3 separate regions of the Triticum aestivum genome follow, and all the other regions are linked to region 1. A link is a contact called in public Hi-C data. All regions are on one chromosome and are shown on one strand. Each heading gives the region's core, a stretch centred on a gene start, on an enhancer-like site or on the middle of the called end of the contact. The rest is flanking DNA. Distances are from core to core; before and after follow the strand shown.

Region 1 (4,610 bases), core at 1,428-3,927:
TACAAGGATAGATTCCTGACTACTGAGTGGACATAGGACAGTGTTAACTGGCATTGGCAGGCTGATTTAGTGCATAAAAGCATCAAGTTGGTCAGATCAAAGCACTACTTCTTTCCACATTTTGTATTTGAAGTTTTATTATGTTCTGCTCATAAAAAGCAAGATGATGCAGTGTTCTACACAGTTTGTCCTAGAGTTCTATGTGCTCCTGCAGGATGAAAAGTAAAAAAAAAACATGTTTCATCGTTAATGCCGCCGTTTTACTGGGTTACTTGAAGATCCCAGATAATGGCTACAGTTAAAACAGAGCAACTAGCTCAAAGGACTTCTAGCATGCTGGAACTAAACTTTCTTTCAGAAATAGTTTACTGTAAATCAAGTCATGAAAACTAACCTCCGGAGCTAGCCAGCGATACCCAGATGTCTCGTACTCAGTAACCTCGCCAGCATTATTACAAGGGGTAACAATGCCCATATCCCCAAGGCAGGCATTTCCCTGTCTGTCTAGTAGGATCCTTCGTGCGTTAAGATCACGGTAGGCAATGCCGTAGCCGTTCATGAACGCCAAGCCGTCGGCGACATCAAGAGCAATCCTCATCGTGTCCCGGAGCGACAATCTCTTGTTTCTCTGCATAATGATGTCATGAACTGAGCCTCCTTCCATCATCCTGGTCACTATGCAGAGGCCATGGCTCTCATTGAAGCAGATGCCATGGAACTGGAGGATGTTCTTCTGGCCACAGCTCATCAGCTGCAGCAAGTCCTGACGGATCTCGACATCGTAAGCACTGCCCATGTTACAACCCCTCATTTTGTTAACCCAAACCTTCCTTCCTCTATGGACTCCCCTGAACGAGTTTTGGCCAACCCAGTCGACGAATTCGATCTCCTCGGAGCTCACAATCCAGCGGCCAAGCTCCTCGCCCCCGGATCGGACGGTCTGCCACTCATCTACTGAAACAAACACTGATGACTGTGGTAGGGGAGTGGGAAGGTATGGTCTGCGTGCAGGCTCATTGTCAAGAACCTGACCATCCTCGGGATCAAACATGGACTCCTCGTCGAAGTTGCGTGATCCTTCTTCCTGGCAGCCGCAGAGCCCGAAGGGGAGCTTCACACCGCCGCCACCGCCGCCACTGTTCTTCCGATGCTTCTTTGTTGCCGATTTTAGGGCAGCCTCGACACGGCTCTTGAAGAGCTCCTCGCTCCCGGATTGCACAATTATCAGGACAGCACCAAGTGTCAATCCTCTCTTCTCGAAGATCTGGATCTTCTTGCAACTGAACAATGGGCTGTCGAGTGAGCCTGACATTGACTGCCATGAAAGTGGGGCATTGCAGGCAAAAGTGAGCTGAAATACAGTGCCCTCGGCACCACTTTCTCTGCCATTGCTGCCATGAACTTCCTCGATGCTCAGTGCAGGCTGATCGTCACCGGCCGCCTGCTCTACAAGGCGGGCGTGCAAGAGGACATCTTTCATGTCAAATCCTGCCTGCGCGTAGCTGCAAAACCGAGATTTCTGACTGTCAGCAACCATTTTAGAACTTCTGGTTTAACAAACCAGAAAAAAAAAGTCGTAAATACTGTAGAAATTACAAACACGGAAGCAGTTTAAGTAGCTTGATGGCAAACACTAACGTGTAAACTTGACATCTACTAATGTTGATTGCAGCAAAATTTTGGCACTTCCACTGTTGCAGAACTTTTGAGAACACGGTCGCTCACCTGTTGGGAAGAGCATCGAAGTGGCGGCGGAGGTCAGAAACGAGCTTCTCCGGCAGCTGCTGGGCGGCGGCGCCGCGGGAGTAGAGCTGCGCGAGGCCGCGGAGGAGGAGCGGCGGCTTATCGCCGCCGGCGCGCGGCGAGGGGTCGCGGGGGACGCCGCCGTTGTCCAGGTTCAGCGTGTTCTTGAATGCCGCGATGGCGCCGGCGAAGTTGCGGCCCAGGCGCTGCCACTTCTTGGGCGCCGCCGGGCCCGAAATCGGGTCGCCCGCGCCGGCCGAGTCGGCGCAGGTGGGGAGCGAGCCGTCCGAGCGAGCGTGGGGCTTCATGAGAACCTGCTCCACCATGGACTCCTCGTCGGTGCTCGGCCGGCCCGACCAGCACTCCAGCGCGGCCGCCATCGCTGGAGACTAGGCTTCTCCCGCCTCTAAATCTCAACCTCCGGCGCGAGATTGGCCGCCGAGCTGACGCCAAATTGCTGACAAGATCTTGCAAGAGCGATTCTTGTCTGGGTAACTTGTGCTGAATAGGCGCAAAAAGGATGGAATCAATCCCTTTCGCTGGATTTCTTGGTTCTTGATGTGCTGCTAGACTGGAGACTGCTAGTAGGAACTAGGAAAATACTGCAAAAGGAGTAGGTGAAGCAGCAAGAGGGACAGCTTGGAGAATGCCGTTCTTGCTGGATTTGTGAGGGGATCTCAAGATGTTTATCCTGTGGGATATTTTGGGATGTGATGCTTCCTCCTCTGCATAGCTATTTGTTCCTGTGTGTGTCCAGCTTCTCGGCTCGGCTGGAATGGGGCAGGAGGAGAAGAAAGGAGCCGGACAAGCAGGAGAGGGAGGCAAAAAATGATGCCGTCTTTTGTAGCAGCGGAGCAGAGCAGAGAGAGGGGCTCTGGCCCATGACAGGGAGGGGGAGGTGGAGGTGGAGGACCATGCATCATGGGGAGAGGGTGGGGCTGGTGTAGAAGCGTGATTAATTTATGGAGGGCGGGTTTGGTGCGCTCATGTGATTTTGCTGCGCTTGACAGGCGCAGAAAACCAATTTAAGGATGAGATTCCCTGCAAATGCCCTTGTATGTATGAGCCTCCTCTTTTTGTCTCACACACTGCATGTGTATGCAAGTGATTAGCACTAAGAGCAGCCAACCCAAACGGACGGCGTATTTATCCGCTTTTTGTCCATTTGGGCTCGGCCGCCTGCCGGCGTCCGCCCAGCTTTGCATTTGAGTCGGCAGTGCGCCCAACGCGCCGACCTATTTCATGTCCGCACTCAATTTTTAAAAATGGCCCGCGGCCACAGATCATGCCAGCGGCCATAGATCATGCCGACACCATGCCAGCGCCGGCATACATTGCCGGCTTCCAAAATATCACCGCAGTTCATGCTGGCGCACTCGCCAGCGGCCGGCACACATGTCAGCACACAAAAAGGGTGGGATTTGAGTTCAACCACGCCATCGCGGCCTCGTGGTCATGCCAGCACACAAGCCGGCATACAAAAAAAGGGTGGCGCTCGCGGCGACGAGATCACTCGTCGGTGAACTTGAGCATGTCGGCCTGCATCTTCTCGAACCACGGCCTCTTCCTTGGCGACACAGTGTTGAGATCCACCTTCATGATCTCCACCCCGGTCATCATGCTCGCGAGAGCCACTTATTTCGCCTTGGTCTTGGCATTGGTGGCCTCGATCTCTAGCATCTTGGCTTGCTTCTCCGCCTCCAGCTCGAGCATCTTGGCTTGAGTCTTCGCATCCATCTCAAGCCTCCTCTTTTGGATCTTCATGAAGGCGTTCATTTGCTCTTCCTTGAAACGCCGGCGCCCCTCCTCCCTTGAGTCCTTCTTGTTCATCATGCCCTCCATGCTTGAGATCAAGGCGTTGTATGCCGCATCCCGCTTGTCCTCCTTCTTGGAGTTGGTCTTCCCCCACGGCCGTGCCGACTCGCCCTCCCCAACCTCCTCCACGGCTTGCTTCCCCCCACGCGCCTTGATGGCGGCATATTGCGCCTTGAACTTCTTCTCGTCCTTGAAGATCCGAAAGCAATGGGAGAGGTTGAAGCATTTGCCATTGTGTTGAACCTTGAATGCCTCCAAAGCTTGAAATGCCTACAAAATGTTTCAATGCAAGCATATGGGCAAATGATATGCAAATGAACACGCAAGCATGAACTTGATGACACAAAAAAGAGGGCGGCTTGCTAGCATACCATGTCTTGCATGCCGATGCCGCTCACGGGGCGGGCCTTGACGCTCTCAAGAGTGGCACAAAACTTGTTGCACTCTTGTTCCATCGCTTGGAAATGGGCACCCACCCGCGTGTGCTCACAATTTGATAAGGCGGAAACTTTTTGCGCCCATGAAACTCTCGGTGGACACGAATCCAAAAGGTTGAATGTTTTTGTTCGGCGCCCGTCTGGGGGTCTTGTCCAATGTCCCGCCAACACTCGCAATGAAGCTTGTCCTCGGCAGCCGTGTATGCCTTCATGTGCTTGCTCTTGCGCTTCGGCTTAGGACCGACGGCTTGGTTGGCGAGCTCGTCCTCGAACAAAGGCTCCACTTCGATGTCGCACTCGTCCTCTTCATCTAGCCCGTAGTCGTCCGGGAACTCGTGGTCCAGTGGGAAGCCGTCGAGGTCCATGCCGACCTGATCACACATGAAGGCCGCCTGATCGGGATCATAGCCAGCAGCCGGCGTGAACGCCCCGCGGCCGTCCTGGCTTTGTGTCTCGTCGGGATCATAGCCAGCGGCCGGCGCATCGCCCTCGAAGATGAGGTTCTGCATGTAGTCCTCGTCGACGGCGGACGACATTCCCTTGAACAGGTTGCGGGCGTCCGGGAGCACGCCGGGCGACGTCTGCCGCGCGCGTTTCCTCGCGCCTCCGGATGAC
Region 2 (4,610 bases), core at 1,576-4,075, 400 kb after region 1:
GCGATCAAGCTTCACCAGCGTTGCATTTGCTTGCTTGTTAGACCAAGTGTACCGTCGCCCGTGGAGGTACATGTCTTTAAATTGGAGTTCGTTGAGGAAGTTTCTGAATGCAGTGAGGCATCTTCGGTTGATCCTAGAGTTGCTCTTATCCGCAGCCCGTGCGATGAGATTGAAGTCGCCAAGGACCGCGAGAGGGGTGCCAGCTGGAATGAAGTTCTGTACGCCTGTTTCAGCTCTTGGAGGAAAGATATCTTGTCATCATCACCCTGCGGTCCATAGACCGCGATCACGGCCATTGGCAAGCCCGAAGCAGTTGGCCCCAACACAGCCACAAAATGGTTCTGAATATCAATTGCAGGGAAAGTGAAGTGGTCGCCTTTCCAGGCGATTAGTACACCTCCGCGAGTTCCCAGCGCCGGGAGGAATGCAAACTCGTTGAAACTAGCTCCACAACATTGATGCACCAGGCTCAGATCAATCATTGCTAATTTTGTTTCTTGCTGACACACTAAGGATACATTGTTCCGATACACTAGATCCTTGACTACCTTCCTACGAGCTGGGTTGTTCAAGCCCCTAACGTTCCAAATCAAGCAGTTGTCTTCCATTGGCAAACTGTGGCGACGTAGCGTTGGGGCGCCCACCTAAGCAGAGGCCGGCACCGGCACCCCAGTCCCCTTGCCTGCGCGAGCCAGGGCCGTGAGGGCCGTGATCTGGACCGGTGAGAGTGGCTTGTCAAACGCCGTGGCGTAGAGCTGTAGGCGTTGCTCCTCGCTTTCCCCGCGATCTGGAATGGCCAAGCCACGCTTGGACATCACAAGCCTCCTGGTCTGCTTCATGATGTTGCCATCGGCTTCAGGGAAGAGCTTCTTCTTGCATGCCAGGCGGTTGTTGCGTCTTATAGCGGATCCAGGTGCTTTGGCTGGGCGACGTGGACGGCCACGGGGCTTGGAGGGCCCCGCCAGCAGGCCAGGCACAGGGGGTGCAGCAACCAGCTCTAGGAAGCGAGCCGTGGCCTCCTCGTGGGTAGCAGGAAGTGCCCTGGCCCCACAGCACCGCTGGCCCTCGGAGGGAGGGGCCCATGGACCCGCAGAGAGTTGACCAACCCAAGGTGGGGTAGGCTCTCCGTCGGCAGGCGCAGAGGGGACGAGCCCCATCACGTGCCCACCATCCTCGGGACAGCGACCAGCCGACATCGGGGAGGTCACCACCTCCCGACCAGGGGGATCTGGTTGCGGCAGATCCGAGCCAACAGAGAGCACGTAGGCCGCAGTCGACATTGGCGGGGAAGTGGGGGCCCGCACCCTACTGGCCTGCGGAGGTGGGCCGCCTGTCCCCTCCAGCGACAGGCCGACCAGGCTAGTGCAGTAGGCCGTCTCATCCGGCAGCTTTTGGCTATCAGCGCCCTGGGCCAGCACATGTGGGGCCAGCACGGGGGTAGCCGACCCCACGATGGCAACGGGCGAAGCGACACCCCCATGCAGGACGGCCGTCACGCCGACAGGTGGGCCCTCCACGATCGCCTTGCCTTGCATGCAGCAGCCGCCCCTGTGTGCTGGTGTGCTCCTTTGTCTGCACCTCTCGTCCGATCCGACTACATGGCACAACAATTCTACCGTCGCGAATCGATCATGGAGCTACAGACGAAAGACCAAAGGTACAATCGATAATTTACATACAGCTGAACCATATATAATCATTGACACATCACAAATTTCAATACATACAAGGATTATCTTGAATCCATACAAGTAACTTTGGTAGATATAGAGATTGTATTGACACATCACCACAAATCTGCAACCAACTACAGCAGTCCAGCCTAAACAAATTGTTTGCATGGCGGATTTACATATTGTTGTAACAATTCGAGTATATTTGGATTCTTCACTCAGAAGTTGTGTTTATTTGTATGATATTCTGTACTAAATTTAAGTTTAATTCTCCCTATATAAGGATTTTTTTAATAAGAAATTCATATTAGACCCCTTTTCTCTGTGGTCTCCTGCTTCATATTGTAAGCTGTCTTATGTAAGATACAATTTATGTAGCTTGAACAGCTGTATGTGGGTCTTTGTATTACCCAAATGAAGCCTACAGCTATACGCAGGTGGACACATCTTTCTCGTTGGAGCTTGAAGAGACGTGAGAGCTCTATGATTCTGGAGAAATCTGCCGAACACATCTCAAGGTCACCAATGCAGAACAAAAATCTGAAGGAAGCATTTTGGAGATACACGAGGGGTGAAGTTTGAAGTAAATTTCCAGAACTTCTGTTTATTCGTTTAATCTAATTTTTTAATATTTCTAGATTTCACTGTATTGATGAATCTTATCTCTTTTTTGTTTGTCAACGATCTTGACTTTTTATGCTACCAAGTAAGCAAAATTACTGAACTCTTGCACTAGGGACAGTAGGCGGCCATTGGCATGCCCCGGGCATCTTGTCTTGTTAATTACGGATGGGTGTTCCACAAGGTAATTAAGGTCCAGCACTGAGCGGCGACTAGCAACGAAATTACATTGCTGAATCCCTGTGGTGCGAGCTTTGAGTGTACCGGCAGGGCGATATATCGCTCGGTCACCCGTGGCTGGCGCTCTCCCTTGTTCGCACGCTCGAAAGGGATACTTAAATTGCTTACCGATTACCCTATATAGACAATGGATATTGCACTACTTAGTGTTCTCGAAAAAAAAATATTGCACTACTTATCCCTGACTGGCAACTACAAGACACACACCGTCGTTATACATATAGCACACCTCTACCTACTTAGCTACTTGGCTAGCTAGAGTGTACACCTCGTAGATCAAAGGGATCGACATGGCGGTGTTGAGGTTCTCCGACGAAGCTGTGGCTGCCGCCGTGCCCATCCTGGTGTACTGGACCTACTCCGGCGTGCACACGGCGCTTGGCCATGGACGCGTCATGGCCAAGTACAGGCTCAACACCAAGGCTGAGGAGGACAGCAAGAACACGGTGTCCAAGCGTGCCGTGCTCGGGAACGTCCTCATGCAGCACCTCATGCAGCTCGTCGCCGTCACCGTGCTCACCCCGGTAACCAAAACCTCGCCGAGACCGGCCGACGCCTCACGGCATATTCACGCACACGTGCATGCACGTATCCGTACGTCCTACTTTGTACACAGCCTCTGATCGACGCACACGTTTCTTCCGTACGTGCGTTCGCATGCATGCAGGTTATAGCGGGAAGAGGAGCAGGGGGAGCGGCCACGGGCGACTCGCCGGCGACCGCGTCGTCGTACCTGACGGCGGCGCGTCAGATCGCGGTGACCGTGGTGCTGTACGACGTGTACCGCTACGCGTGGCACCGCCTGGCGCACCGCAGCCGGTTCCTGTACCGGCACCTCCACTCGTGGCACCACCGCCTGGTGGTGCCCTACGCGTTCGGCGCCAAGTACGGGCACCCGGTGGAGGCCCTCATCGCCGACACGGCCGGCGCGTCGCTGGCCATCCTCGCCTCCGGCATGTCGTCGTCGCCGCGCGCCACGGCCGTCTTCCTCTCGCTGTGCAACATCAAGGGCATCGACAACCACTGCGGGCTGTGCCTCCTGCCGCGCCGCCTGCAGTCGCTCTGGAACGGCGCCGCGTACCACGGCGTGCACCACCTGCCGCGCGGCGTCAGGTACAACTTCTCCGACCTCTTCTTTGTCACGTGGGACAAGGCGTTCGGGACGTACCTGCACTACACCGTCGAGGAGAGACCCGGCGGCGAAGGGCTGGTGATCCAGCCGGTGCGGCCCAAGGCGTCCAAGGCCTCCGCCGTTGTCACGCCAGTTGACTGACTCCGGCGGGGCATGCTCATGCACGCGCGCGGCGTACTACGTACTGTTGCATTATAATTTCATCAAAATGTATGTGAGTTGTGTTAATCTTCGTTTGCGCCGCTTGTTTCGTTTAGTTCTCCTAAAGTGTCACGTCTGGAACGTGATATAAATTATTATTTTTGAGAACAACGTGATATAATTGGTTGTGTAGGGGGCTCTGCAGTGATGTACTCATGTTGTACACTCTGTAGATCGACTCCAGTGGTTTGCGCGTTTCAAAGAAGGCCTGATGCTTTCCTTATAGAAAATAAATAAGGCCTGATGCTTGCAAATGAGTCCAGTATTTTTTCTGTTTTGTTTGGTAGCAGTTCGGCACCAATAAATGCTAGACCTAAAAAAAATCTACAACTGTTTTACTAAGTCTCAGTCGACTGAGACTTCGTTATGTCTCAGTCGATGCTATATTCCTTTGATTTTGCATGGAGATTCGTAAAAAAAAAATATTTTTAGTTTTTTCTTTTTCTTCTTATATGCTATATCACCTGATTGAGACTTGGTTAAGTCTCAGTCGACTGAGACCTAGCCGGTTGGGTGGGCCCCTTCATCCCCGTGCATTGGGTGCACGAATTCACTTAGGGCGCGTTTGGTTGCCCGCATGCAGCCCAACCAGGCCCGCACGGGATGTGCGTGACCTGTTTGGTTGCCTGGGCTGCATGCGATTCGTGGCCCGCACAGACCTTAAAGCAGGCCTCAGCCTGGCCCGGCGCAGCCGTGCGAGGAGGCCGCATGCCGCGGGCAGCGCAGGGCACGGAGGGGACGTC
Region 3 (4,610 bases), core at 1,501-4,000, 300 kb after region 1:
TGCTTTCTGTTCATTATTCTTGCTGCCAGCTAGAGCAAATGGGTAGGGAGTTCTAGATCTTAGGATTTTAGCTAAGTAATCATCATCATTATTCTGTGAGCCTAGCCTAGCTTGAGCTTCTGGTTTTGCAATGCAATATATAAAAATAACCAAGATGAGAGATTCCAGTACCCAGAGCCATTGTTTACTTAAGTGAAGGCATGACTGAATGATTCAGTTTCACTGGAATTATTTCAAGAGCCACAAGAAAGTTACCACAGCAGGTTCTATTCACGGCTAGGGAACATGGATGATCCAGTAATTAACTGTGTTCTTGTTAGTCTCTTAGTATTGTCTCATCCTTGATAAAAACAGAAGTTCCCTTCAAAATCCATCGAAAACAGAATTTACCAACACCCTTCTATGGATGCAAGTGCGGAAACATTACAGCCTTGTGCGTCGCGCACTCTTGAATGATTTGGGGATTCTGAAATGGAACCGAAACAAACTGTAGTGAAAACTTACATGATGGTAAATGGATAACGACAGCGTGACTGTACATATTGTTCATAGGATCCAGGCAACAACCTGATTTGGAATATATCATCAGGAATTGTTCTTTCAGACCAAGGACAAACTATGCAGGGGAATGCTTGTGCAAATTATAAGTTGTCAAGTGGATCAAGATAGAAGGTGCAGTCAAGTGCAGCTGAGATTCAAAGTCGTATTCAGCAATGTGACGGCGGAAGCAAAAGAAAGCCGTTTCATCATACCCGAGGTTGCCTGCAAAATGAAAGAACTGTAGCGGATTATCAACTTCTGAACCTAGATAAAAAATTATTCACCAATCACTTGTTTAGAGTTTGGATCCTTTCCAATGTAGACATTAATAATTTTTGTCTAAGATCCTGTGCATATAGGATAATAATTAAAATGCAAAATGTAAAGATTAGGAAGTAAAAAGAATCTAATTTAAGTTTTCTACGAGAGGATGTTACCAAGCAAACAATCAGGAGTACATTGTTTTGGGTGCATCTCTGTTAGCAAGTGCAGACTCAAGATTGAGTGTTGCAAAAATGATTTCTTCAGTAGTAACTATTTCCTGTGTTACATCAGTGCCTTCTAAAATTAAAGCAATCACGCCCGCAAGAACTTTAGCAGTCAGCATGTTGGTTTATAGACACACTGAACATATAGAAAAACATCACCGTGCTGTTTCCTTTGGAGTTGTGCCTCTACAGCTTTATGTGCTCCCTTTCAATGGTTCAACCTGGATAACATTTAAAGTTTTAAACAAATGACAGTGTTAAATCTAGCAAAAAAACTGAAACAAAATAAGATCATATATGGACGACGCAAGGCATGCAGAGCAGGGAGAGACTGAAATACAGAGGGCTAGCTATATAGAGAGATCAATTAGGGGAACACATCGAACATTTGGTGGGCATCCACACGCTACATGATGCAACCCCTACCAGTATGCCTCCCTGGGACGTTCACACGGCGTGGTGCCATGGTGCTCGAGCGCAGAAGGCTACATCGTGTGTCTCACCGTCGCGTAGAGGAGTTCCGTACCTTCGGCTGTGCGAGGAACGACAGTGGCCGCATCTGCGTCGCTGACCATGAGGAGGAACGACCGGATGGGCATATGCGTCCCTGACGCGAGTCGAGGAACAGAGGCCAGTAATCGAATGCCCCAGAGAAATCCATCTTTGCGGCCAAGCCCACCGTGTCCCAAGCCGCCGCTGCTTGAGGGAGGAGATGGATCCCGCCGCCGCCACCGCCGATGCAGGCCGGGCCCACTACGTCCCGCGCCGCCGCCGCCGCTCGAAGGAGGAGAGGGTCCCCCATTGTCGCCGACGCAGGTCAGGCCCACTGCGTCCCGTGCCGCCGCCACCGCTCGTCGGAGGAGAGGAATGCCGGCACCGCCAACGCAGGCCCAGCCCGTTGCCGTCGACGCTGCTCGAGGGAGGGGAGCGACCCCGACTCCACCGACGCAGGCCGAGCATGCCCGACAGCGCCCTGCAGCGGCCGTGAGGAATGCCTTGGCAGAACATTTGATCTCGGTCGTTGATTTGGTTGACAGATCATTGATGTAACGTGGGCAATAGGATATGTTTAAGGTGATTTATCGAGGACGACGAAAGAAACGAAACGCCCTCTTTAGGAGTAGAAGGAGTAGAGATTAGTTAATTGGATTTTTCCTTAAAGTTTGTTTGTTTCCTTAAAATTCATTATATGTTTCCTAAATCAAATTGCATTGATGGGATGGATCCGTTGATTTGGTTAGTCCATTATTTGTTTCCTTCACATCCATTATAATGTTTCCTAAAGCAAATTGCATTGATGAGATGGATCGGTTGTTTTGGGTAAGTTAGTAAAGTTAGATATGTGCCTTTTTTCTACGGTAGGAAAGTGTTTGTTTAGAAGGAAATAGGAAAAAAAAATAAACCGATGGGGTGGTCGGGGGGAGACGAAAAAAATCAGACGAAAAAAGACCAGACGAAAGTGATGAGACTATTCAACCAACTCGTCCATTAGGAGTAGAGATAAGAAAAAACCAAGGCCCAATACGCCAAGCCCTCAACCAAGGCCCAATACCCGGTCCACTGACAGTACATACGAGCTAAGCTTCATTGTCTAAAAAGAAAAAAGAAACGAGCTAGCTTCAACTCGAAACAAAAGGAGCTAGCTAGACACAGTCTTGGTGCACCGTGGACACGTTCTCTCCCTGGGTGCCCCATAGCTCCAGAGCTGTCGTGCGGCCAGCGCACCAGTACCAAGTTCGCGAAATCTTCGGCCGACGCGGCATGGGCACATCACCCTACCTCCCTCCTCCTCCTCCACTTCGCCTTCCCCCCACTGATCCAACGAGGCAGACAGGGAAACTTCCTCGCGACCCCGCCCCGCCGCCCACCCCCTCCTCCGCCTCGCCGAGGGAGGGGATCGCCGACGCCGACGCCGACGCTGCCATGGCTTCCACCTCCTCCAAGCACGCCAAGCACCGCCGGATCGGAGAGGACGAGGAGGAGGAGGAGGAGGAGGAGGAGGAGGAGGCCGAGGAAGAGGTACGCACGCTTCTGATGGCTGCTGCTGCTCTCTCTCGGCTGTGATTCCTATCCGCTGCCGCGCTTTCCAGCTGGGGGTCCAATTTTGTGTGCCAGACGTGCTGGTGCTGCTGTCGTTGCGTGACAACGAGGTCACGGTAATGTGACTGATGCGGTTGTTACTTGTTTGTTAGGCTCGTGACTTGTATGTTCATAATACTTGGTCCGTCAGACCAAGGGTCAGTCGGTCAGATAGTTGGATGTTTCATCAGACGCTAATGTGATGCGGTTGCTAGAAGGCTGTAAAGAGTTTGGTGATTGGATGTATTGGCCCGTCACACTGAGACCACAACTAATTGTTGGCAGATTTGTCGCCTATGGGAGTGTACTCCTGCAGGAGTATGCAGTTTGCTGGGATCATTGACATATTGTGCACGCCAATGTGCTAACTAGTAACTAATGAATAACCGTACCTTTTGTGCTTTGCTTGGTACTGTTGGTCACACCCATTTGGGAGCATGTATCTGGTTTGTAGGATCTTGTTTTCTCAATGTGATGTTTTCATTTTAGGCCTTTTATCTGTAGTTTACTAGATCAGTTTCCTAGATCTTGGAAGTCGGCATTCTGCTTCAGTTGAATATATGTCTGAGTGGTTAATTGTCTCCTGATTTATCATACTTTGTGCATTCGTGCAGCTCGGGCGATTTGATGATTTCACCATTGCTTCATCTTGGGAGAGGTACTCAGCGCTTCCCATTATTAGTTAGCTCATTTGCAGTTATCTGCAAAAAGCCAATTAAGTATGATCGTACTTATGAGTTTCTTAACCATCTAGGTTTATATCCGAGATAGAGGCAATTTGTCGTCAATGGCTAGCAGATGGCCCAAAGATCTTGATGGTATTGCTCCTTCCTGGACCCTATTTGATGCTCCGTGTGATGTATATGTATCTTTGATTTGTTAACTATATGCATTCCTGTAGCAAAAAGGTGCAGAGACTGTGCCTTCCTTTGAAAACTTGTACATGGTCAAGCGTGAACTGAAGCATGGGAAAAGAGTCTACTGTATGGAGTATCATTTTAGGAAATCTGCAAAAGGTGAGAGAAATTTACGTGCTTACTCTCCTTAACAGGTTATGCTGTTATTTCTAAAACAACATTTTTGTTGAATATTTTTGTACTCAGTTACAAATACCTTTCTGTAGGCAAATATTCGTACTGGGATGATGATACACATAGTACACAACTATCCTTTGGAGTAGATGAGTTTCTGGTACAGTTTGACTCTCTTGTTGCATACCATACAGATACATGGATACTGACCACCACCATGATACTTTGTTGATATATTAATTAATTGCTGTTCACATTGTACTTATTTGTATTATATCAAATTACCTTGCGAGTTTCCTGGTTCAGACATGATACTTTCCCGAGTAAAGAAATTGCATCGAGTTCCTCATAGAAATCTGGAAACTATCATTCTATTTTAAGTTCATCAGCAGTAGCACTCGCATTTTGAAATTGTTGCAACAAGCCGTCAAGCTCTTCCGCATTGTGGAGGCCAGTTAATGCATGTAGTTTA

The links. A called contact is a pair of places that touch in the nucleus more often than the background predicts.
Region 2: a Hi-C map of leaf shows a contact between it and region 1, with 2.7 times the contacts expected there. The contact joins the promoter of LOC123099994 here to the promoter of LOC123097756 in region 1. A contact is called at or near these places in 2 of 5 Hi-C or Micro-C datasets (both in leaf).
Region 3: a contact with region 1 is called in a Hi-C map of leaf, with 9 times the contacts expected there. The contact joins the promoter of LOC123097755 here to the promoter of LOC123097756 in region 1. A contact is called at or near these places in 2 of 5 Hi-C or Micro-C datasets (both in leaf).

The regions. Positions count from the first base shown.
Region 1 is chr4D:336,641,674-336,646,283 of IWGSC CS RefSeq v2.1, reverse strand. It overlaps LOC123097756 (serine/threonine-protein kinase STY8), which reads right to left and starts at 2,677. Exons shown (of 3, transcript XM_044519578.1): 1 at 1,726-2,677; 2 at 395-1,502. The coding sequence starts at 2,123.
Region 2 is chr4D:336,243,464-336,248,073 of IWGSC CS RefSeq v2.1, reverse strand. It overlaps LOC123099994 (sphinganine C4-monooxygenase 2-like), which reads left to right and starts at 2,825. Exons shown (of 3, transcript XM_044521998.1): 1 at 2,825-3,058; 2 at 3,202-3,432; 3 at 3,592-3,807. The coding sequence starts at 2,825. The coding sequence ends at 3,807.
Region 3 is chr4D:336,341,964-336,346,573 of IWGSC CS RefSeq v2.1, reverse strand. It overlaps LOC123097755 (rab3 GTPase-activating protein catalytic subunit), which reads left to right and starts at 2,750. Exons shown (of 21, transcript XM_044519577.1): 1 at 2,750-3,047; 2 at 3,722-3,765; 3 at 3,862-3,925; 4 at 4,009-4,123; 5 at 4,231-4,298. The coding sequence starts at 2,790.